2 separate regions of the Rattus norvegicus genome follow, and region 2 is linked to region 1. A link is a contact called in public HiChIP or PLAC-seq data. All regions are on one chromosome and are shown on one strand. The core of a region is the stretch at or near the end of the contact, and the rest is flanking DNA. Distances in the headings are between cores, read along the strand shown. Region 1 overlaps Nfib (nuclear factor I/B). Region 2 overlaps Nfib (nuclear factor I/B).

The links. HiChIP or PLAC-seq counts read pairs in DNA pulled down with a chosen protein or histone mark.
Region 2: an H3K27ac HiChIP or PLAC-seq map of oligodendrocytes shows a contact between it and region 1, with 4 times the contacts expected there. The contact joins two enhancer-like sites. A contact is called at or near these places in 2 of 12 Hi-C or Micro-C datasets (the Rat2 cell line and frontal cortex) and 1 of 1 datasets of contacts at active chromatin or transcription factors (oligodendrocytes).

What each region holds. Positions count from the first base shown.
Region 1 is chr5:101,816,314-101,824,070 of GRCr8, forward strand. The region is part of intron 11 of Nfib (nuclear factor I/B); the gene reads right to left. Among named protein-coding and RNA genes, the nearest start is that of Nfib, 200 kb to the right of the region's middle. Within about 2 kb of position 3,303, at least 23 of the 93 cell types and tissues checked have an H3K27ac peak or open chromatin away from gene starts, as enhancers often do.
Region 2 is chr5:102,004,453-102,012,209 of GRCr8, forward strand. The region is part of intron 2 of Nfib (nuclear factor I/B); the gene reads right to left. Among named protein-coding and RNA genes, the nearest start is that of Nfib, 12 kb to the right of the region's middle. Within about 2 kb of position 4,424, at least 24 of the 93 cell types and tissues checked have an H3K27ac peak or open chromatin away from gene starts, as enhancers often do.

The DNA of each region.
Region 1 (7,757 bases), core at 2,053-4,552:
TTGGCCATTCAGATTAACACACTGCTTTTCCTTCAAGGAATATAGGTACTCTTTTAAGAAACTTGAGCAACACTAGGTAATACAGCGCAAAGATTTGGTAAGTTTATACAAAGTCTGCTGTATAGTTAAGGTAGCCATATCTTTAATAGATTGACGAGAGCATGAAGACCACAGAAAATGGTAATTTAGAAAAATTTGCTTTCAATTACTTTGCACTAGTTTCAACTTTATTAATAAATTACTAACATGCTGGTTTTGATATCTCTTCCAAAACATGTAGGAAGGTATTTCCTCTGCTAAAGAAAAAAAATATCTGAAACAATTAGGCTCAGGCATGTTAGTTAAGTCTAGGTATACTACTATGTTGCATTTGAACTAATTGCTTGCTTTCTGGTGAAGAACTCATATCAGTGGACAGAATAAATAGGCAAGCTTCAGGTTGAATCTATTAATATATTAGAGCAAAGACGACAGCGTCTGATCAATAGCACTCACAGAGCATGAGTAATTTGCTATACCCTGGTCTGTGTGATTGACCTACCTTAGACTTTTCATCCTAATGGCAAACATTCATGCCTAGTTTATGGAGGAGGAGACTGAAGCCTGAACTCTTGCCCAACTGTACACAGAAGCAGCCCAGGCAGCAGAAGCCCAGGTCTTAGCCACAGGATTAGAGTCCTGGAATCTAAATGCTTCCCGGTACTCTTTACTTTAGCTTTCTCTGTGAAAAACATTTCAACTTCATGTCCCTGTATTTCTACTGCAGGTGAATTTTACATGCCATCCCATGGTGTATCAGGTGAATTTTACATGCCATCCCATGGTGTATCAGGTGAATTTTACATGCCATCCCATGGTGTATCAGGTGAATTTTACATGCCATCCCATGGTGTATCAGGTGAATTTTACATGCCATCCCATGGTGTATCAGGTGAATTTTACATGCCATCCCATGGTGTATCAGGTGAATTTTACATGCCATCCCATGGTGTATCAGGTGAATTTTACATGCCATCCAATGGTGTACAGCTGACACTTGCATCCATTAGAACTCCCGAACAAGAATAATTCTTGAGTCCAATGTCCACATTCGTAACTGTGATTTATTTATGCAACGCTAGCTGTTTTCCAGCTGACAGTAATACCATCTTTGTTTAATGTATGTGCAGATGTGGATGTATGACTGTAATTTGCTTTCGAGCCCCCTTTTACCAGGGGCCAAAGTGAAAGTGAAATATACTGCGTGCTGTATACAGGTCCTGGATTTCTTTGATTTATTTTTCCCATTTTTAATGATTGTTATCACCATCCGAATGATCCTATTTGCATGCAAGATGATTTCTAATGATGATAACTATTTGTAATAGTCTACACCAGAAAGATCCCCAGCTAGCTCTTACCTGCTTTGCAAAGGACCCCAGGGGGCTCTCTGGGAAACACCAAATATCATAAACTGCAGGTGGCTTGTAGAATGAGTCTAACTGCAAGCAATAGCACTTCATAGTAATGAAAGAGAAATGTATTTATTTCTTAACTAAGTAGGTAAATGGCCTTTTTTATTGTTAATCCTTGGGGAGCCACACTTAGGAAAATAACATCAAACGGAGGTTGTCAAACCTCGCTGGTTTATATTCGACTGTTTCAGATGGCTTTGCTTCTGGGCTATGCTGGATTGAAGGTTCACTTTCACATGCACAAGTGAAAGTATTTTCCAAGTTTTTTTTTTTTTTTTGTTCTTTTTTTTCGGAGCTGGGGACCGAACCCAGGGCCTTGAGCTTCCTAGGCAAGCGCTCTACCACTGAGCTAAATCCCCAACCCCAGTTTTTTTTTTTTTTTTTAAAGATATCATATATTAGAGAAGTTCTTAATCTGAGAGAGACTTCACAGAATATTGCCTTCACACGCGAACACTGCAGCTGTACAGGAACCTAGATCATCGCCACCCTCTGTTCTTCTACTAGGGAGGTCTACACATGAGGCTAGAAGGCCCTCCAACAAGGGAACCTGGGCACTTAAAAAGTCACAACATTTACTCGCTTACAACAGTTAAATGTAGATAGGATTTAAGAGGAAATTCTTCCCCTCAATCAGCAAATTAAAAGCATATTTTAAAAGCAATTTGATTTGATCTTGCTCATATTTTAGAGCTATAAACCTATGGTAGAAAATAATGAAGATTATTAATTATAGGACATACACGTGTATATATATATATATATATACACACACACACACACACACACTTATGAAGCTATGGGATGTTATTGCCAATTAAAAATATAAAGACACGGGGTTGGGGATTTAGCTCAGTGGTAGAGAGCTTGCCTAGCAAGCGCAAGGCCCTGGGTTTGGTCCCCAGCTCCAAAAAAACGAAAAGGAAAAAAAAAATATAAAGACACACAGGCCAACTGTAGTCATTTCCGTCCGTCCTCCCATACCATGGCATAGGGAAGCCCACATGTTGATTCTCAGCCTTCCTCTGGTCTGTATTCCTCTCCACCCCTGGGCTTCTTTTCAATGCTATTGTTACAAGGGTTACTGCTCCTCTTATTTGCATAAGTGATTCTTCAACTACAGACATTTCCCTGCAAAAAAAAAAAAAAAAAAAAAAAAAAAAAAAGTCCTCCGAAATAGTGCCTTTCACACAGAGGATCGCCAAAGGCATATTAAGTGAAAGAGAGTTGGTATAACAGCCAGGAGACTTTCTCACAAATGATTTCTCTTAAAAAGCAAACACTAGTATTATCTGTACAGTTTTGCTTCTAAAGGAGAGGACTTGTTTACAACAGAATTCTGAAGAGTAAGATGAAAAGAAGTTAAGAATTGTATTTAGGATGTTGGGCCTTTCACTGTGTTCGCATATGCAGGGAACTCCTACAATGAAGTAAATGAGGGAGAGAAAACTCACTTTCTATACTTTCTGATATGCTACAGAAATATTATTATTATTCACTATGTGGAAATTCAACAGGCTTTTGCCTTTACTTCTGTAACATTTCCTATAACATATATTCATTTCTAAGCTCTATTATTTAAATGCGACCCAATTCCCAATATACCTATTTCCAGCTCCTAGGTCACAACAATGAAGTAATGTGTGGGCTGCAATGGAGCTGACTTCCTCAGCAGAGAATGTGCGTGTTTACACGGTGCTTTGCATAAACCATCTTCAAACAAGGTCAGCATTTAGCACACTTCCTTTAGCTGCAAAGGGTTAACCAGTAAGGTTTGCATTTGAGAATGTTCTGAATCCTGCTCCTCCCTCTCTGGCTCTGCTGCCAAAAACCATCTGACAGGAAACGGAAGATTAAGTTTGTCCTACCTAGGCGAACAAAGACTGCTCTGAACAGGCTACCACTTTACTGCAGAGGGGGAACTTTTCTAATCCCACTGGCATCTGCAGTGCTGCTCTGAAAATAACATGGAGAAAGTTGTTCTCTTTCCTCTAACATCTTGTCCCTGGATCATCTCGTTTTGGTCACACTGTCCATCCAGAAAGGTTGACGGCAAAGCTCCAGACATAATCATGTGGAAAATGGACATTATTGATTCCTATGGCCCATTGTTCCCCCATGCTAAGTCCCTGAAGTTCAAGTTCAATCTGGAATTACATCATGTCTGGTTTCTCCTGGTTACCAGACGGCTTGAGACGTGACCACAGCTACAGAAAAAACAAACAGCCTTCTTCACGCTTCGGCTCCCCTATCGATTCAAACGTAAACTTTTTTTCTTTCTCTCAAGTATGCTTCAAGTATGGAGCATGGTTAATTTAGAGATTAAGCTCCAAATTAGATTATCTAATGGCATCTTAATGGAGTGCTGACCCATTTCCTGTGGGATGGCAGCATGCAAGTCTGGCTGGAATACAATTAATTTCTTAGGAAGTGTTCTGAAGAGTTTGTCTAGATAAAAAAGGAAACGTCCAGTTGGACAAATCTTTCTTTACAAATGGAGAAAGGTAGGTGAAAATTACACAGCTCTCAATGGCCAGATCGGGAGACACTGTGTGTTTGTTAAAAGCCATTTCGGATAATTTTAATAAAATGCTAACAACTTTAGGTTTTCTCTCCTGACAGGTGTCAAGTGACACTGATAAGAAGAGAAAGTCACTGCTTTCAAGAGACTGTTCAAAGTAACAGCAGCTAACCTGTTACCAAACACTGCCCTGCGCACCTTCCGATCTTGTCATTTTCAGCCTTGAACCAAAGACTCACCTATTTCTGTTAGTCCGGAGCAGTGCAAGGGCCCCAGAATGAGGACAAAAATCTGAACACTTTAGAGCTAACAGCTGAAAAGAAGATTCGGAGATGGAAATCTAGCTCTCCCCAGGAACTGCAGGGACAACCCAGCTGCCGGGACTGCAGGTTTGTGTCAGAATAAGAAATCCGGAGCAGAAGACTGAACCCGCAGTGAATGTGATTGTTGGGGGGAGGGCGGTAATGGGGAGAGGATGGGGAGGGGAACACCCATAAGGAAGGGGAGGGGGATGTTGGCCCCGGGAACCGGGAAAGGGAATAACATTCGAAATGTAAATAAGAAATATTCAAGTTAATAAAGAAAAAATGAAAAAGAAAAAAAAAAAAAGAAATCCTGAGCAGGAAATGCTAACCTAGGAGATGTGCAGAGATGGTCCCAATAATACTGATGTAAAAAGTAACTTAATTCTATAGGAACAGGACTGTGCACACACATGCCACTTATCTGTGTACGTAAACATACATATGTGAATGCAGGTTGCAACCTACTGAAAACTCTCCGTAAGTTTTTGGATTTTGGTCTTTTGAAAGAGAACATACATTTTATAAAGAAAGCAGTGTTTCACAATAACTACTGAGCATGAAATGCACACGGCTGCCCCTGCGCTTTACCCTCCTCCTGACCAGTCAGATCCAAATAACCTTTACTGGCTGCTAAACTTCTCTTGGGAAATCAAGCAACTCTCTGGAATTGCAGTAATAAACGACAATTTCTTACAAAAACATGTGTAAAGTAATGACAGGATGAAGCATTCAACTGAGAGGGGAACTGGGAACACACGTAACATGGTAACATGGAAAACCACTGGTAAAAGTCTCTTTGCCGTTCACTTGTGGCATAAGCAGGAAAAAACCTTCCAATTATTTCAGTAAAATCTTCATTTATTCATTATTCCAGGGGCTGAGCAAATGGTTTGTGTAAACATGGCCTTCAGTAACACGCTCCTGTTTACTTTAGCCATCTGAAGGCTTCTTCTGTTTATATAAGCCATCGGACACATACAACCACCCACTTCACCCAAAGGGGTGAAGGGCGAGGAGGGAAAATGAAACGATAAATCCAGTTTCTCTTTAGCATAAATCACCCATCCAGGGTTTTAAAGTAACTTCTGCTTATGTTACTCTTAGATTGTCCTTTAGCTTTCTTTTACACTCAATTACACTGGCCCTGGATCTGAAAGTGCAAGCAAGAGTCAGGCTAGGGGCTAAAGAGAGCAAGTGATGGCTCTCTGTTTGCACCCACAAAACTCACTTGTGCAAAAACAACAGGGCTTGAGCATGGAGGAGGACAAAGGACAAACACTGCAGTGCCCGGCTGGAGCGATCCAGCCCCTGTCAACCTCCTAGAAGGTGAAGCCACCTGTGTGGAAGCAGACCTCCAGCTTTTGACTGTCTACCCTAGCAACTAAGCGTTTGCTTAGCAGGAAATTCCACTTAGCGCATACACACACACACACACACACACACACACACACACACACACACACAGAGAGAGAGAGAGAGAGAGAGAGAGAGAGAGAGAGAGAGAGAGAGAGAGAAGGAGGGAGGGAGGGAGAGGGAGAGGGAGGGAGAGGGAGGGAGAGGGAGGGAGAGAGGGAGAGAGAGGGAGAGAGAGGGAGAGAGAGGGAGAGAGAGGGAGAGAGAGGGAGAGGGAGAGGGAGAGGGAGAGAGAGAGAGAGAGAGAGAGAGAGAGGGAGAGAGAGAGGGAGAGGGAGAGAGAGGAAGAGAGAGGGAGAGAGGGAGAGAGACTGGCTCATTAATGCTAAGGTCAAAGCAAGAAAGGTCCTGCAGATTGTAACCTAGGAGGAACCTAAGAGTCATTTGGTGCCAGAGGGAGTTTCTGAGCTGGGGTTGGATGTGGCAAGCAGATCTCTAGCTCACACAGGATGCACACAGCTCCCTGCCATTTTCAGCCCTCCAAAGAAGTTGCATCTGGCAGGGAAGCACGTGGAGATGGTAACTGGCCCAGGCAGGAAAGAAAGCAGAGAGGACAAACCAGGCGGCAACACACCCAATTCCAACAAAAGAAAACAGATCCAAATATGTGCTTTTCTCTGGCCTTCCTATCTAAGCAGTGGCTCTCAGCCTTCCTAACGCTGTGACCCTTTTATGCAGCTCCTCATGTTGTGGTGGCCCCAACCATAAAATTACCTTCATTGCTGCTTCATAACTTTAAGTTTGCTACTGTCACTACAGTAATTGTAATGTGAATATCTGATATACAGGATATCTGGGGGTTGGGTATTTGGCTCAGTGGTAGAGCACTTACCTAGGAAGCGCAAGGTCCTGGGTTCGGTCCCCAGCCCCGAAAAAAAAAAAAGAAAAGAAAAGAAAAAAAAAAGATATCTGATATGCAACCCCCAAAGGGGATTGTGATCTACAGTCTCCATGATCATACGTGTGAGTGTGTGTGTGTGTGTGTGTGTGTGTGTGTGTGTATAAAACAACAAAAATCAAAGAAAAAGAGGCTATCAACGAGAGTAGGGGAGCATGGGGGATTGGAGAGTTTCTAGCTGGAGGGAGGAAAGGAAGGGAGGAAAGTGATCTAGTTTTATTTTAATTAAAAACATAATCAACAACAACCGCAACCAAAACAATGAGTAGTTACCACAACAAGCATGAACTGTGTCCTGTTCTTTATCTGCATCTACCATATCAAAGCTCAGTCATTCAAGCCTCTGGCCGAACAATCTTTATCTACCATATCAAAGCTCAGGAAAGAAAGCAGAGAGGACAAACCAGGCGGCAACGCACCCGAGTGTTTCAAGTCATTCAAGTCTCTGGTTGAACAAATCTATCTTTCCCTAATATTGTCAAACTACTGAGACGACTGTGCCGTTGGTTGTCCCGACCTCTCTTGAAAGTGACAGTGGTACAGGCAGTTAGGATTTTCTTCTTAGTGTTCTATCAAGAAATGAAAACCCACCAAGTCTTAAAACAACTTCAGGGCACCATGTATTAATCATGTGTAGACCACATTTCCTCAAACTTAAGAGACTCACCTGCCTCAGCCTCCTATGCTAGGACTAAAGGCATGCTCCACCATACCCTGCAGTCATGTCTGTCTTTGAAAATGGTAGCAAAGCAAAGCAGATTGCTGTCTCGCCTGCACATGTTTATTTTGAACTGTGATACGCAGATTCAGAGAGCTGTGAGTGTGACTAGCACAGGACTTAAGACAGCCCACCCTTGCTCCTGACTCTGAATCCCTACAGAATGTATACACACACCTGAAACACCAACCATGTGCCTTTTTGAAATGTGGCAGGAAGAACAGAGGCTACCCAAAGAGAACTCCTGGGCTTTGTTGGTCAGTCAGACCTTCTCATAGGCTTATTCCACTGAACCAAAGAAAGATTAGTATCCTCAGAGACTCGGGATAAATGAAGTCAATAAACTCAGGCAGTGCCCCCCTCGCTGATTCACTATGATCTGAAGCTGGTTGCCCACATCAACTCTCTTGATGAGAAAGGGAGCGTCAGGATGAACCAATGTTTTTGC
Region 2 (7,757 bases), core at 3,174-5,673, 190 kb after region 1:
ACAAGTCAAGGTCAAGGGATTCAGGTAGCAACTTAGCCAGGGCATAAGTTACAGCCCAAATGAATTGTTTTAGCACATCAGCTTTGGTCAATTAAACCTAACAAGGCAAGTTGCATCCCGTAGCAGGGTTCCTGACACCAAGGCCAGAAGCTGAGACCAACCTCATAAAACAAGGCTTTTAACATAGCATAGCAAATTTAGGCTAATCCATCCAGAAACTGCAGATGTCAGAATAATAAAATACAAGTTGTCCCAAGCAAGAACATTTTTCACACTTTAGAATTCACTAATAGATGGGCACAGCCTTCACACCCGCATTCGTACAAACACAAGTACAGTCTGCAACTTATATGAATTACCAAATATACTCTATTCCAGATAACTTTGTTAACATCTGTATGCCTGGTTAGATTTACTTTCCCTCCTCTCAAGCCATTACTGTTAAAAGTATTAGACATTTCCCTGCATTTTCCCAATATGAATGTACAAAGCCAAGCTTTTCAAAACAAAACAAAAAAAAAATCTTTATTTTCCTTCCATATCAGAGTACTTAATAGTAATTAGTACCTGTTAAATACTTTTTGTAGTTTTATGGGAGACATATTTGAATTTACGTCATCTTAAATATGTCCATGTATTTAAAACACAGTGCTTAGTACTTGTTCAGTTCCCTACTTCGAGAGATACTTGAAGGTAACTATAGCTTTAAAGCTGCACGGACAGAGCGTTTAGGAACTTTAGGCAGAGGCAGTCCCTACTTCGCTCTGTACTTGTTTGAACAAATTCTGTTTTCTGATTGTGCTGTATCAGTAACCTAATGCGTGCTCTGAAGGGCCTTAAAATGGGATTCTGAAAATACACAACCTCCGGGCAACTTCTCAGCTCATAAAATTACTTCATCCATCACTCCATATTCCCAATTATATAGTCTTTATTCAAAGTTCTTTAATTTGTCTGTGATTCATCAACACTGTCCTGCTTAAACTGTGATCATGAGGAGAGAGACAACGCGTCTCAGTGCTTTATTCAAACAATGCGTGGATGCACATGAATGGCTGGCTGCCCCCCGTAATAGAATACTGCTTTGCCTAAATTATAAGAATTTTATTTTTTTAATGCATAGCCCTCAATTCAGCCTCAAGGTCTCTCCACCTCACTGGTTAATTGGTGGCCATTTATCCCAATTTTCTGAATAATGGAACAGCCAACAAGCCCAGCCATTCGGGTGTTATTAGTCTCACATCCTGTAACTTTCAGTTGATACAAGCTAATCCCACAAACTCACTCCTTGCTGTACATACTCAGTTTTGACAAGTTCCTCTACAATTCGATGATTCAGTCTCTAAGCCCAAATCCTAACGACCAAATTCTGTTAAATTAACCACAGCACACAATTAGAGTTCAAGAACCTCAGAAGTCGCTTTAAAATGAGACAAGTACAACGCTGCCACAGAAAGGTGAGCAGAGGGGGGGAAGAAGCCCTCTCCTCCCCGTGCTCGGTGTGCGGAGCTGCTGGACCAACGTGAATTTTCAATCACAGAACCATGGGGCCTTGGATTCTTCCTTGGAAGGATGGAAGAGAAAAGCTGAAATGCTTATTTTGAGAGGTGCTGACAAACTCCCGTAGGGTCATGAGTTCAATTCCCACCACCACTGCGCTATAAAATGCTATTCTTTCATAAAGTAAAAGGAACTTTATTAGGAGTTACTCTCCTGAAGGAGACCGGCCTTGTTCTATGGCATCCTTCGCAGCTATTTAGGCCTGGCCAGTTCCAGTGTGAGCCCTGTGTGCTGTTTTCACTCCTCACAAGCCTCCTCCAGTCAGGGCAGTAATTACTCCTCTGAAGGTAAGTTTAGGTGTCCTGTAGGCCACTGTGATGACAAAAATGAAAACTAAGGAAATGTAGAGGATTCAGACTCAGCCACGAATGCCTTCGGCTTCAGGGGCTGCATTCTCACTGTTCAGTGGAGACAGCAAGGGGATGCCACAACAGACAGCAGACTTTTTCATGTTAGTCTAGCAGAATCAAGGCTCATGAGAATAAAGACCCTACTGAGTTGAGTATCTTAGATTGTTTATTCAAACCGGAGTGCCAGATTAAGAAGGAAAGTCAATGGATATTAAATCTTTCATTTCCTCTTGGCAATTTGAACTCAAATTCCAATTTAGGGTAGAAACAGCTACGTGTACTTTAAAACCCTACTGAATCCTTCATAAATCCACACTTCTGCATTTGGATGCGCTTATGCACACCGGAGGTCTGCAGGCTCACACACGTCACTGTGTTGAGCAGGGTGCTGGCCCCCATACTACCCAACCACCCTTCCTGTAACTACGGGCTTCAGTGCCCCCCGATTACCACCATTCCTATGCAATGAACACAACTTTGACTCTTACTCACAAGAGACACAGAGTACAAAGTGTGTGACTCTAAACATGCAAAATCTATGCACATATTTTCTTTTTTTCATTTCAAAATCTATTCTCTTGTCTACAAGGGAGGGAGGACAGGGTAGGAAACCAAGCCTAAAGCTTGTGCCTCCATAGAATGCCTTCCCAACCTTTGCTGCCTTCAGAAAATAAAGTGTATCTGCATAGTGTATTTGGATATTTGAAAACACTAAATGTAACAAATGATGCTCCTGTTCCCATCTCTGCCTCTCCTGTGCTCTCTCTTCCCTCTGCCTCTGAAAAGTGAGACCATATTAACAGCTATGCAGAAGCTTGCCTCACCATATCAGGACACAGATGCCAAGCTCTCTAGCTGGCAGCCGGGACCTCAAAGTTTAACTCTTGAGTTGTCTGGCAAAGCTATCTTGGGGCAAGGACATCATGGCATAGAAGGCGTACTTCTGGCTCCATGGACTCTGCTTTGTCCTTATCAGTGGGAAAATTGCTAAGTATCTCATCTTATAATATATGTTCTAACAAAGGTCTCATTAAGCCTACGGGCAAGACATACCAACAAGAGCCCCTCTTTAGCTTGTGAATTGTGTATGAAGAAGAATGCAAACAAATGCATACCAGGGTTCAGGAGTTCAGTCAAGGACAGGGTAACAGGATGGGAAAACGTAAAACAGCATTTCCCTAAATCGAACATGCATCCAAAGTATTTAATCCTACACACAAAATTCACGCTCTCTGATGTCACAATGCAAGCCCGCCAAACCGCAGCATTTAAACAAGTTATGCAAGCTTATTTCCCCCCCCCACAATGGGAAATACCTGCAAATGAAGTGAAAATTATTAAAATGTTAAAGTGCGCTGTCAACTTGCAAACAATTATCTATTTAAGCTTTTCATAAAGAAATAATTGTTACCCAGAAGGATTCTAAGCTGCAGTAGCTGAAGGAGGAAAATCGCTCTCTGCATGTGCGTCCTCACTAATGCCACGTGACAAGCAGGAAGGGTTCTGTTTCAAAGACAATAACGATTACAACTTCCCTTCTGAACAAGTCACATGTTTCACAACTTCAAAATACGCCTCAATTATGATATCGTTTAGCAATCAAGCAAAAGAAGAAAAAAAGAAAAGAAAAAAGAAGCTGTCCTGTGACAATGGATCACAGTTAGCGCTAAGGGTTCAAGAAGGCTAGAGGAAGCGCCTTGCTCAGGATAGAAGCAAGCAGGACTGCAGAACTCTGCCATGCGCCAAAAACACATCTAATAGGAGTGGAAAGTGGGATCCAAACATCACTTAGGCTGACTTGCTTTAAACTCCCATCTGTTAAATTCATAACAGCAGATACTATCTCTAGAGGTCTTTAAGCTTCGTGTTGTGGCCTCTCCTTTCTTTAAAAACCCTCCCTGGCTCAGAAAAAGCCCAGCCCTTGTTTCCTCCCCACAGCCCTTTACAAGCCCCCCCACCAGCGTCCCTGCTTCTGCTGGCTCCAGACAGGACACAGTCTGGCGACTCAAGGCCTCCCATAGGCTACACTTCCTTCTGTGTAGCCCTTTGGGTAGAACTGCTAATCCCTCTTATTAATTAATGAGATAACGGTGGTTAACCAGGAAGCAATAGTAATGTTAACTATCTAGTAAACTTGAACAAAAATTATTTTAGCCTTTTGGTTGTTGTCTGTCCCCCCTCCAACCTCCCCCTCCCCCAGTATGTGGAATCGTGGACTAAGAATTTTTCCAACATCTCATTGCAGAACTGAGGAGGTTAGGAGTGACTGATTTATATCAGATTTTAGCATGTACTCCCCTCACTTGGGTTTTCTGTTTTTCACGTGTTCACTGTACACACTGCTAACTAGAGAGGGAAGTGAGGGCCTCTCAACAAACTACTAAAAAATGAGGAGGTTTAGAGACTGAGAGAACTAGAAATTGAATCAGAAACCAGTGGGGAGCTAAATGAAAGCAACAGACAGTTGTAATGGGTGCGCTCACACATCACCACACTGAGCCTGTCCCCCACACACTTGTCATAGCATCCCCTGTAGTGTATGGGGCGGTATGTCCCGGGTAGGTGTACTGCACAAGGCTTGCTTGCTTCTCCTTCTGTTTTCTTGCTTTGTTTGGATGAACGCAATAACAAAGACAATATGGGGAATAGGTGCCACCTGCCCAAGAATCATTGGGCATCTTTAATATCTTTGGGAACATGGAGCCCATTTTTGAACGATTTTTCCTTAATCTGTCCCAATCTTTTTTTAAGCCTTTGGGGGGCGGGGTGGGGGGGAGGAAAGGGAAGGTTTTTCTATTAGCCAAGCTTTGCTGCAGCAGACGAGCACACAGCTTTCATTCAGAGATTGTCAAAAACTTTCCAGTGTGCCCACTGCAATGCGGATGCCAACCAACGAATCACAGGCATTCAGCAGCGAGACAAAGAGGGTCTGATGCCAACCTCGGTGCCACTGGCAACCATTATTGGCACCAAACACAGTGTCTGCCTTTTTTTTTCTCCCCCCTCGCCTGGCACTTCACAAACAAAATGGCGGTTCTTGTAGCAACGGAACAGCCGAAGCGCAGCCCTCTGAATCAATAGCATCAAAGATTTTTATGGACTTACATACAGCTACTCCCAAGCCAGTTACAAAATCTTAGGTAAAACGAAGGCACATAATTTCATACATTACTATACCTCGTGCGACCCGACTCCACTGACGTCAAAAATAAATAAATAAAATGGACCGAATTGCGGTCAAGCGAGCTGCACGAGGGGAAGAAGCTAAGTAACAAAGACATTGAGCTGTGAACAAAGTATTGCCCTGTGATGCAAAAGCCTAATTAAACTACGTATCAAAAATGATTTCAAAATATATAAATTTCTCCCCCAAAACTGTATCAGACACAAAGGTAGCCTTCCAGTTTGTGCCCAAGCTTCAGTAACTTTCCGCATTTCAGAAAAGATGAGGTTGCTGGGGAAGGAGAAAGGGTGAGTGTGGGTTGAACCAAGAGGGAAGGAGGGAGACAGAAAAGCAACGGGAAGTTGGTCAACAATGGAAGTTTATTATCCGCCCGTCTCTACCTCGTCTTCTATTAGAGATGAAGCATGTGATCTGCAAATAGCCAAGAGGACTATTGACATTTCTAGATCTGGAAATTGTCAATATATTGTAACATCACTCCACACTGCAATGCGGATGCCAACTAACAAATCACAGGCATCCTGAGCTAAACAAAGAGGGTCTGATGCCAATCCCGGTGCCAGTGGCAACCAGTATTGGCATTCTCTCTGCTCTTCCTCCTGTTTTCTCTCCCAGTCCCTTAGAAGGGGAGAGGAAGATAGGGGGAAGTCATTTTGTTGCTCATTCTGTTATAAGTATTTTTTTTCCCGTGTTAATTCTTCCTTCATGTTTTCCTCTCTTCTTTATCTAATTTCTAAAGTACAGTACATATGATTTCATGTACTTAGAGGAGAAATGAAAAGTTACGGCGTGAGGTGAGGCCCCGGGGTGTTTGCAGACTTATCTTTGAGAGCCTTCTTTCTCTGATCAGCTATGGTGCAAAAGGACAGTCAACTCACAGTTCATATATAAAAAAGATACAAATCTTGAAAAAGAGAAAACAGAAAAGTACTGGGCTGTGACTCTTGTAACGAGTCACCAGATGTTAAGAGGGGATGATGTGAAGGCAAGTGGCAGAGGGGACAGGTGACTGGATGTACAGGGAAGATACCAAAAGGGTTTTCATACTGCATCAGTGTCTTATCTGAAAACACAGTTTCTAAGACTTGGCTCAAAACTTCATGATTATTATGCCCACTAGTGTCATGCAAAAAAAAAAAAAAGAATATATTTATGGTTTTGTCTTTCTTTTCTTTTTTTCAATCTATCTTCCTAAATCCAAAAGATAACCTCTATTGTCAGTTCAACAAAACGAAGAACTCTAGTTGCCTGCCCAGGGTTAAATCGACAAGTATGTCCACTTAGTGACCAACCACCAAGCGTTAAAGGGGAGCATTGCTCAGATCTTCTCTCCTGACTAAAGAGTTGTGTGACCCACTTTGCAAAACTTTTCCTTCTAACCAGAGACTTCCGCAACACTTATAACACGTAGTCAATCCACACACGCATGTAGCCCACCTTAAAATGCCACCTCTTAGGCAGCTGCCAATCAAATTGCCATGTGTTAATAAGCTTTTATTTTAGGACATCAGGAATGAAAATATGTATTTCCCCACTCGTCATTACTTGAACTTTAGTTCTAAACCCAGGGAGATAACAAATGTGGTGTTCTGTTTGTTAAGAGACACATTTCCAAATGACAAGGTCCAACATGGTTATTTAAAAATCAAAGAAATTGGAAATGACACTTAAGCATCTCTCAAGAACTAATTTGAGGGAAAATGAAGGCAAAGGGCATACAGTAAGTTCTACAGCAAGGTCTGAGTCATAAGATTAGTTTTCTTATCTCACTTTTCTGGATCAGAATAACGCACCTCACTTTATTAAACCCCCACATGTATATAATGAGCATCGGATAACTGTCTGACACCTGGCTATCTGTAGGTCATCCTCCCTCCCACCAGGCCAACTGCAGAAATGACCCACCATCTGTGGTAGCCCAAAGTCAAGCCCACTTTCAGTATGGTGCTCTCCTGTGTGGACTGTATCCTGACACGCTGATTTGAAGACAAAGTCAAAAGTCTCACCTTCTTAAGAAAAACAGCAACAACAAAGAAACAGCTCATTAACTCGAAACTCCCTTGCACCCCCACTGCCTATTTTGCACTGTCCAGGCGACATTTGCAGCACTCTTTATCGAGGACTGTAAACATGGTCCGGCATGCGGTTTCTGCATTCTTTTGAGATTTATTTTAAACCAGTGTAACCAGTTCGCTTTCTGGTTTGCTCTGGGATGCTCTGTAAAGAAAGCTGTGACTCCTTCATTGGGAAGCTTTTATAAATTTGCATTCAAGTAGACTGATAACAGAAAGTGTTCCCTGGTCACTCTGGGAAAGTATTATAACTGGTTTAAACAAGAGCTGTGTCACTTTAAATCTACAGTGAACACTGCACGATCAAAAGGACGTGTTGCCAGAAATACGAAAACTACATAAATCCGGACCTCTGTCAGATATGTATTTTGATAATGACCAGCTTAGATATTCTGTAATAGTAAATGCTAATTTGATTTTTGGTGCAACCACCACTGGACTCCTGAACAAAGTTCATCTACCTCGTTAGGTAAGAGACTCGTACAAAGATTATCAAACAGCACTTTGGCTGCCATCAGTCAGGTTGTCTTGTCAGGTGGTCGTGGAGAGCAGCCTAGTAGAGAAAGTAGAGTGCAATAAACTGTATGGCTT